Linked DNA regions of Mus musculus: region 2 is linked to region 1. The links are chromatin contacts, called in public promoter capture Hi-C maps. All regions are on one chromosome and are shown on one strand. Each heading gives the region's core, a stretch centred on a gene start, on an enhancer-like site or on the middle of the called end of the contact. The rest is flanking DNA. Distances are from core to core; before and after follow the strand shown. Region 1 has its middle 27 kb from the start of Fbxo27. Region 2 holds the start of Eid2b (EP300 interacting inhibitor of differentiation 2B).

What was found. Promoter capture Hi-C pulls out the DNA fragments that hold promoters and counts their contacts.
Region 2: a contact with region 1 is called in a promoter capture Hi-C map of cranial neural crest. The contact joins the promoter of Eid2b here to the enhancer-like site in region 1. A contact is called at or near these places in 1 of 39 promoter capture datasets (cranial neural crest), 3 of 115 datasets of contacts at active chromatin or transcription factors (bone marrow-derived macrophages, embryonic stem cells and microglia) and 1 of 9 other capture datasets (liver).

The regions. Positions count from the first base shown.
Region 1 is chr7:28,664,159-28,668,047 of GRCm38.p6, forward strand. No RefSeq gene overlaps it. Among named protein-coding and RNA genes, the nearest start is that of Fbxo27, 27 kb to the right of the region's middle. Within about 2 kb of position 1,618, at least 76 of the 459 cell types and tissues checked have an H3K27ac peak or open chromatin away from gene starts, as enhancers often do. A contact at or near this core is called in embryonic stem cells, where this site is marked.
Region 2 is chr7:28,276,038-28,279,926 of GRCm38.p6, forward strand. It overlaps Eid2b (EP300 interacting inhibitor of differentiation 2B), which reads left to right and starts at 1,669. Exons shown (of 1, transcript NM_001177427.1): 1 at 1,669-3,889. The coding sequence starts at 1,744. The coding sequence ends at 2,199.

The DNA.
Region 1 (3,889 bases), core at 368-2,867:
TCAGTTCCAGGGGATCTAACACCCTCTTCTGGCTTCTAAGCACATGCTACACCTACATACATAGAGGCAAACATACACTGTAACATGCCTCAGTAGCTAAGAGAGTGTGTTGTTCTCTCACAGGGCTTGCACTTGGTTCCCAGCACCTACATCTAGAAGCTCACAATTGCCAGAAACTCCAGCTTCCGGGACAAACACCCCTCTGGCCTCCTTGGGCAAATGTACATACACAGACACATATGCACACATCAATAAATAATAATAAAAATATTTGTAAATGAATCTTTTAAAACCCCACAAAACCAACGTTGACACAATAGGTATATATTTTATATGAAACAAAGCTCAGAAACCATTTAAGTTGTAATCCTAGCACTTGGGATGCTCTGATAGGATTGCCTCAAGTTCAAGGCTGGCTTGGGCTATGAAGGGACACCCTTACTCAGAAAGGAGAGAGAGGGAGAAAGATAGAGAGGGAGAGAGAGAGAGAGAGAGAGGGAGAGAGAGAGAGAATGAGGAGAGGAGAAGGAGGGAGGGGTGGAGGGAGGGAAGGAGGGAAAGAGAGGAGGAGGAAGGCCAGTGATGTGGTTCAGCAGGTGAAAGAGTCTGCCATGCACGCCTGAGAGTCTGAGCTCAGTCCCTGGGTTCTCAGAACCCATGGCAGAAAGAGAGAACCAATCCCTGCAAGATGTCCTCTGACCTTCGTGCTGGAGCACCAGCATGCCTGCAGTAACACACACCTGTACACACAGACACACTCACATACATCGTGTATGTACCTCACACACAATAATAATAATGATGATGATGGAAGTAACAAATAGCTTTTTAAGAAGGGACAGAGGGAAGGAAGGGTAAACTTAAGTTTCCTGAGGTCTGTGAGCTAACCTATAAAATTAATAGAACCCAAGAAAGGTGCGTGGCACCCTCAACTTATAGCCAGTTGATGCAAAGCCCTCACTGCACCAGGGCTTGCTATGGCCGTCTGTGGTAGAGGACAGTCTTGCATAAAAAGGCTTTGTTTCCAAGGCAGATGATGCTGGGACTGAATTAGAGGACACCCAGCAGGTGCTGGCTGAAGAATCACATGCCGCGTGGGAGATTCGCCACACACCTGGAATCACTGCCGTCTAGACTGTGAGTTCGTGGACAGAGCACATCTGTGGTTTCGGATATCTAGTAGAGGGAATCGGAAACACAAAGGCAGGCTGCAGACATGGCTCTGTTGGGAGAGTGCTTGCCTCACATGCACCAAACCCAGGGCTCCATGCACAGCAAGTGAGTTCCAGGCCAGCCAGGAGCGCATAGACAACCTCCATTTCCAAACGGAGAAGAGCGCCATCTGTCCTGAATTGTATCTTCCTTGTTCTGTCCTGTCTGGCTTATCTCCTTAACCTTAAATGTCTGAGCTTCTTCCCATTGTATTCGTCCGGTCTTCGAGGGCTTGTGGCTTGCGGTGTATTGATTTACCATCACCGTAGGCAGACGTTGGTTTGTTTCATTTAAGCCTGTGAAAAATAAGACTGCGGCGAATGATCTAGAATCTTGATATGCACGTACGCACGGGTTTCTCTGAGCATGTGGCAGCACAACTGACAGTCGCAGCCCAGCACTCGTTCAGCTGCAGCTGGGAACTGCCTGACAATGTTGCAAGCTAGCAACTCCAATCCCCACTCCTGCGCCAGTCAGAGGAGGGGGAGTGTCTCATCTGGCAACAGCAATAAACGCTGTTTGTTTGTTTTCACATCTGGGGCGTGTGTAATAGTTTCAATTTGTGTTTTCCTGGTGATTAAGGAAGCTAATCACCCTTTCATGTATGTTTATTGGAACTGTCAAATCAGATTTACAGGTGGCTGCGAGGTTGCTGGTTTGTATCCACTTCCTTCATCAGAACCAACTGGCCAAACCAACATGACACTCCCCGTGCTGAAACATGAGCTGAACCAAGAGGGAGAATGGCTGCATGCCCAGACAGGCCAGGTTTTGTGGGCACAGACATCATCTTCTCTCTTTTGCTTACAAAAAAAAAAAAAAAGTTTTTAGTTGTGTGTGTGTGTGTGTGTGTGTGTGTGTGTATGAGAGAGAGAGAGAGAGAGAGAGAGAGAGAGAGAGTTAGTTTATGTGATCCGTAGCAAATGTGCAGCTTGCTATTCATGTGGGTCCCCTAACAAGTGGGGGAGGAGCTGTCTCAGTCTCTGTCCCCTGCCACTGGATCCCCTTCCCCCTCCCTGGGCTGCCTGGATGGGCCTCAGTGAGAGAGGATGTGCCCAGTCCTGTTGAGACTAGATGCCCCAGGGTAGGGTGGTACCCAAGGAGGACTCCCCTTATCTTAGAAGGGATGGGGATAATAGCAGGAGGGAATTTGTAAGGGTGGGACTGGAAAGAGAAGAGGGAGGGGGCTGTGTTAGGGATGTAAAATGAATTTTAAAAATTAATAGACAATAATGAGTGGAGTTTGTGTGGAGAGAGAGAGAGAGGGAGAGGGAGAGGGAGAGGGAGAGGGAGAGGGAGAGGGAGAGGGAGAGGGAGAGGGAGAGGGAGAGGGAGAGAGAATGCATGAATACCCAAAGAGGCCAGAAAAGGGCATCAGACCCTCCAGAGACAGAGTTATATGCCGTTGTGAGCTGCCTGATGTGGGTGCTGGGATTCATGGTCCTTTTAGCTCCTGAGCAATCTATCCAGCCCTGTTTTTATTTTTTATGAAAAGTGACTGTGAACCTTGAACCCATCAACTTTTTTTCCTTTTTATTCTTTATCTTTTTTTAAAAAAAAAAAAGATTTATTTATTTATTTTATTAATGAGTGCACTGTAGCTGTCTCCAGACACGCCAGATTGGGGCATCAGATCCCATTACAGATGGTTGTGAGCCACCATGTGGTTGCTGGGAATTGAACTCACGACCTCTGGAAAAGCAGTCAGTGCTCTTAACCACTGAGCCATCTCTCCAGCCACTCTACACACACACACACACACAGAGAGAGAGAGAGAGAGAGAGAGAGAGAGAGAGAGAGAGAGAGAGAGAGAGAGTTTCTCTGTGTAACCCTGGCTGTCCTGGAATTCACTCTGTAGACTAAGTCTGGCCTCAAACTCAGAGATCTGCCTCCTGAGTGCTGGGATTAAAAGCGCTAGTCGGCACGCCCAGCTTCTATCAATCTTTTTTCTGACGTTTATTATTTCTATTAAGTTTATTTACTTAGTGTAGGGAAGTGGAGGGGTGCTAAATATACGTGTGCACAGCATACTGGTGGAAGTCACAGGACACCTGGCAGTCAGATCTCTTCTTCTATCACACAGCTGGATCTCTTCTTCTCCCATGTGAACCCCAGCAATCAAATTGGGGTTGTCAGGCTTAGCTGCAAGCCCCTTTACCCAATGAGCCATGTTGCTGGTTTCCATCCCTCACTTTATCCTGTTTTGTTCCCTAGGTCTTTTCATGGCTATAAAGCCAGCCTCCTTGGCTCAGCTCACCAGAACACTCGTTCTGCCCAGTGCTGACCTTCCAATTAAAGCCAATTAAGTTAGCTACTCTGTTTGTGTTGTTGTTTGCAGTGAGGGTGATGAAACCAAGAAACTCCAGTAACCTGATCCTGCAGGAATAAAAGGGTACCAAACTGCAGAATGTGCAGGGGGAAGGATCAGGGATAAGAAAATAAACAGGACAGAAATCTGGGATACGGAGGTCTGCCTGACTGATGATCAAGCAGCAGGTTTATTAAGCAATACAGCATCTTAGATACTGATGGCAGGGCGAAGGAGTGGACAGGTCAGCAGAAAACTGTCACACACTGGAAGAAGTCAGCGGGAAGCCAATCAAGCCATATTGCACAAGAGAAACCGGCGACTTCACAAGCACATCACAGCGGCCTTGGGACTGATAGCCATAATGCT
Region 2 (3,889 bases), core at 419-2,918, 390 kb before region 1:
AGTGCCAGAAGACAGCTTGCAGGAGTTGGCCTTCCTCCCACTCTGTGGGTCCAGGGGATGCAACTGAAGACATCCTCAGCATTACCTGCTGAGCATCTCGCTGGTCCTCTAACCCTAGGCTTATTTTTACTTTGAGTCATGGTCTTAGTTGCCCAGACTGTCCTTGAAGTCTGTAGCCCAGGCTACCCTTGAACTTTTTCGGCATTGGACACCTAGGTAGCTGGGGTTACAGGCTTGAGCTCCAGATGCGAGTGTTGGGGACAGCATTGACAGGTTGGAGACATGTGGCCTCTGGGTTCCTCAAAGGCACGAGAAGGCAGGTGCAGAGTTGATTACGTGGCGGAGATACAGCTGCATTTCAGACTCTTAGCACACTTTTCACATTAGCCCAGGCTGGCCTAGAACTTGCCAAGTAGCCCAGGACGAACATAATCTCATCTTCCTGCCTCTACCTCCCAAAGACTGGGATTGCAGCTGTGCTCCACCACGGGTAGCCCTCTTGTTTTCTGAGATTATCGACAGGCAGTGGCCACCCTAGGAGATTCAACAGTGTATTACACTCAAGTAAGGGAAGTGCTGCCACTGCGTGGGGGAAAGAGGCATGGAAGTGCCGAGAGAAACGGCTACACCAACCGTAACGAGCAAAAATGAAGAAAATATGCCAGCAAGATGGATCACTAGGTAGAGGCATTCACTTGCCAAACCTGACAACCTGAGTTTGGGTCCACATGGTAGGATGGAACTGACTCCTAAAAGTTATCTTCTGATCTCCATACACCTGCCGTGGCTCGAACTCGTGTGCGCACTCAAAGCTAAATGTGACACAGAAGCCAGAGTAGAGCACAACTGACTAGCACCTTGAGTTCAATAAGGTTGGAAGGAGAGAAGGCCACGACGTTGACCTTGACCTCCACAGCTGCACGGTTCCGACTTACACAGACACACTAAAAAACAGTCCGGAGATTAAAAGCACTTTTTCTTTCAGACAACCCAGGTTCAGTTCCCAAAACCTGTGTGGTAGCTCAAAACTACCTTGCTTCCTCCCTCCCCACCTTTCCTTCCCCCTCCCCTCTCTCTCTTCTCTGTCTCTCAGATAGGGGTCAAACCCAAGACCTTACACCCTAGGCAAGTTCTCAGCCACTGAGCTATCTCTAGCCCAGTTCACAAACACCCTGGAACTCTAGTTACCGATACCGTCTTCAGATTTTCTTAGGATCCAGACACACATATGGCTTACATATACAGATATGTAACAAAACATCCATATATGTGTTTGTTTGTTTGTTGAGACGGGGTTTCTCTGTCCTGGATCTGGCTCCAGAGATCCACCTGCTTCTGCCTCCGGAGTGCTGGTATTAAAGGCGTGCGCCGCCACCACCGCTAATTCCAGTTTTCTGGAGGCAGAAGCAGGCAGATCTGAGTGTATATATGAGTTCCAGGCCAGCCAAATGTACATGGACGCTGCCTCAAACAAGGCAATAAAATAATAATAATAATAATAATAATAATAATAATAATAATAATAATAATAATAATAAATTAAAGTATGTGATGCCGCCCCTGCTGGTTCAGAACTTGAGGCGGCCGTGGCGGTAATGGCACATGGCACCCCTAGAGGGCGATAGAGGTCCGGGCACCCGTCCTTGCGCAAGCACTTTTGTTTTCCAGGGCGCCGAGGCCCGCGCATGCGCACATCTTCACGCTGCCGCCGGAGCCGGTGCTTCTGAGGATTCAACGGTGGCAATGTCCGAGCTTCCCGGAGAGAGCAGGATCCCGGACCTGAGCCCCATGAACGGCGTCGGCGACGTCCTGCAGGTGGGACTGGGCGGAGGCAGTCCGGTCCCCGAAGCCCAGGAAGACCCGCTGGCCACAGCCTCCCAGCCCATGGCGCCGGCCCCGGGCCTGGCTCCCGGGCAGTTCCCCGGCGTGGCGGGCCTGATGGCGATCCCGCACGTCCACGCGCCGCTCCTCCTCCTAGAGCTGTACGAGCAGCGGATGTTCCAACACTATCTGCACACCAACCCCCTGATCCCCACCAGGCTGCTCCACGAAATCGAGGAGCGCCGCCGGCTGTTCGTGGAGGGCTGCAGGGCCAGGGAGGCGGCCTTCGACGCCAACCCCCCGCAGATGGACTCGCACGCCCGCGCCTTCATGCTGGCGCTCACGGCCTCCGACGCCCGCGGCCCCAACGCCGACTGAGGGGTGGCCTTCACCTATAACCTCCGAGGAAGGAGGCCGGAGGACCGGACTTCAAGGTCATCCTCCGCCATGTAGCGAGTTGGAGGCCAGCCTGGGCTACAGGAGACTGTCTTTTAAAAATAAAAAATAAAAATAAAAGATTGGTGGCCAGGAAGTCAGGTGACTCCTAGAATCAAGGGCAAAGGCAGATGTCTGGGCAAATGTCATGAGGTGGGGAATCCATGCCAGAATCCAGCCGTGGGCAGGGTGGAATGAAGCAGGCCGGGAGAGAGAAGGGCACTTGAGGCTTGAGGCTGACAAGCAAAGAGGACTCTTCTGACTTCCACCTTGTGACTGTCAGCAATCTTTCCCTCCCCTGCATTTGTTGAAAATCATGGTTGCTTCACTGCGAAGGACGATGGTTTTGCAAAGATGAAGTCTAAGAAATATCAATGAAAAAGACCATAGAAATCAGCGGAGATGCGGGAAGAAACCAGGGGATGTGCTTGCTAGATTCTGTTCCTCCCGGGTTTTACTGAGTAAGAAGAAAGCTGTAAACCACTTGGACATTTCAGAATTGAGGGTCGTCCCATCGTCAGCTGACAAGATCCATGTATCGTTACTTCTTGTGTTTGATGTTCTGTAGACGAGTTGTAAATATTCAGATAGGGAAAACCATGTATGTGTTGTGAGATGAATATTTTTCCAGACCTTGTGTAGTTGTAACCATGCGGAAATAGATGAGTGATTATTTAAATAATACAGACACAAGACTCAAATTCTGCAAAAGATACTATGGGAAGTTAAACTTATCTGCCAAATTGAAAATAGGTATCCATACAGATTTGTGTTTTCTGTAGGGTTTTTCAAACAGATTTTATAAGGCATATATGAACTGGTACCAGTCTAGTTATCCCCCAATCTTGGGTGCTGAGGATGGACCCCAAGCCTTCTTGCCCTGCTCCCATTCCTTCTGAATCAAGGTAGGGTAGGGTTTTGGCTCAGTGGTTAAAGGTGTCTGCTGCTAAGCCTTATTACTGAATTTGATCCCTGGACCCAAGAGGTGAAGGTGGAAGAATCCACACCCATTTCCTCCAAGCACCACTGGTGCACATCCACGTGCAATGTAAACAAATCTACATAGTACGTACATATATCAGCATCTGAGGTTTGATATGTTCAGTTATCATGGAAGTAATTCTATATAGGTTTTTTTTTTTAATGACTACTATTTAAGTCTGTATCAACATATTTAATGAACTAGTTGTCTTCTGGACATCTGGGTTGTTTGAAAATGTTTCCTTTTGGTTGTTTTAAAGATTTATGTGTATGTGTGTGAGCCTGCATGCATACGTGTGTACCGTGTCCATGCAAGAGACTGAGGAGACCAGAAGAGGGTGTTGGGTCTCCCAGAACTACAGTTTCAGGCAGCTGTGAGCCCCGATGTTGGTTCTGGGAACTGAACCCACTCCACTGAGTCATGTCTCCAGTCTTATTTTTTGTTGTTGGAAATAGGGTCTCTCTTTGTAGCTCTGGCTGGTCTAGAACCTGCTAAATGGGTAGACCAGGCTAGCCTTGAACTCACAGAGATCCTCCTGTCTCATACCTAGCTATTATGTGGTTTTCTGGGGGGTGGGAGGAGGGGAAGGGGTTGTTTTGGGGTTTGTTCATTGGGGTTTTTTGTTTGTTTTTTTGGTTTGTTTCTTTGTTG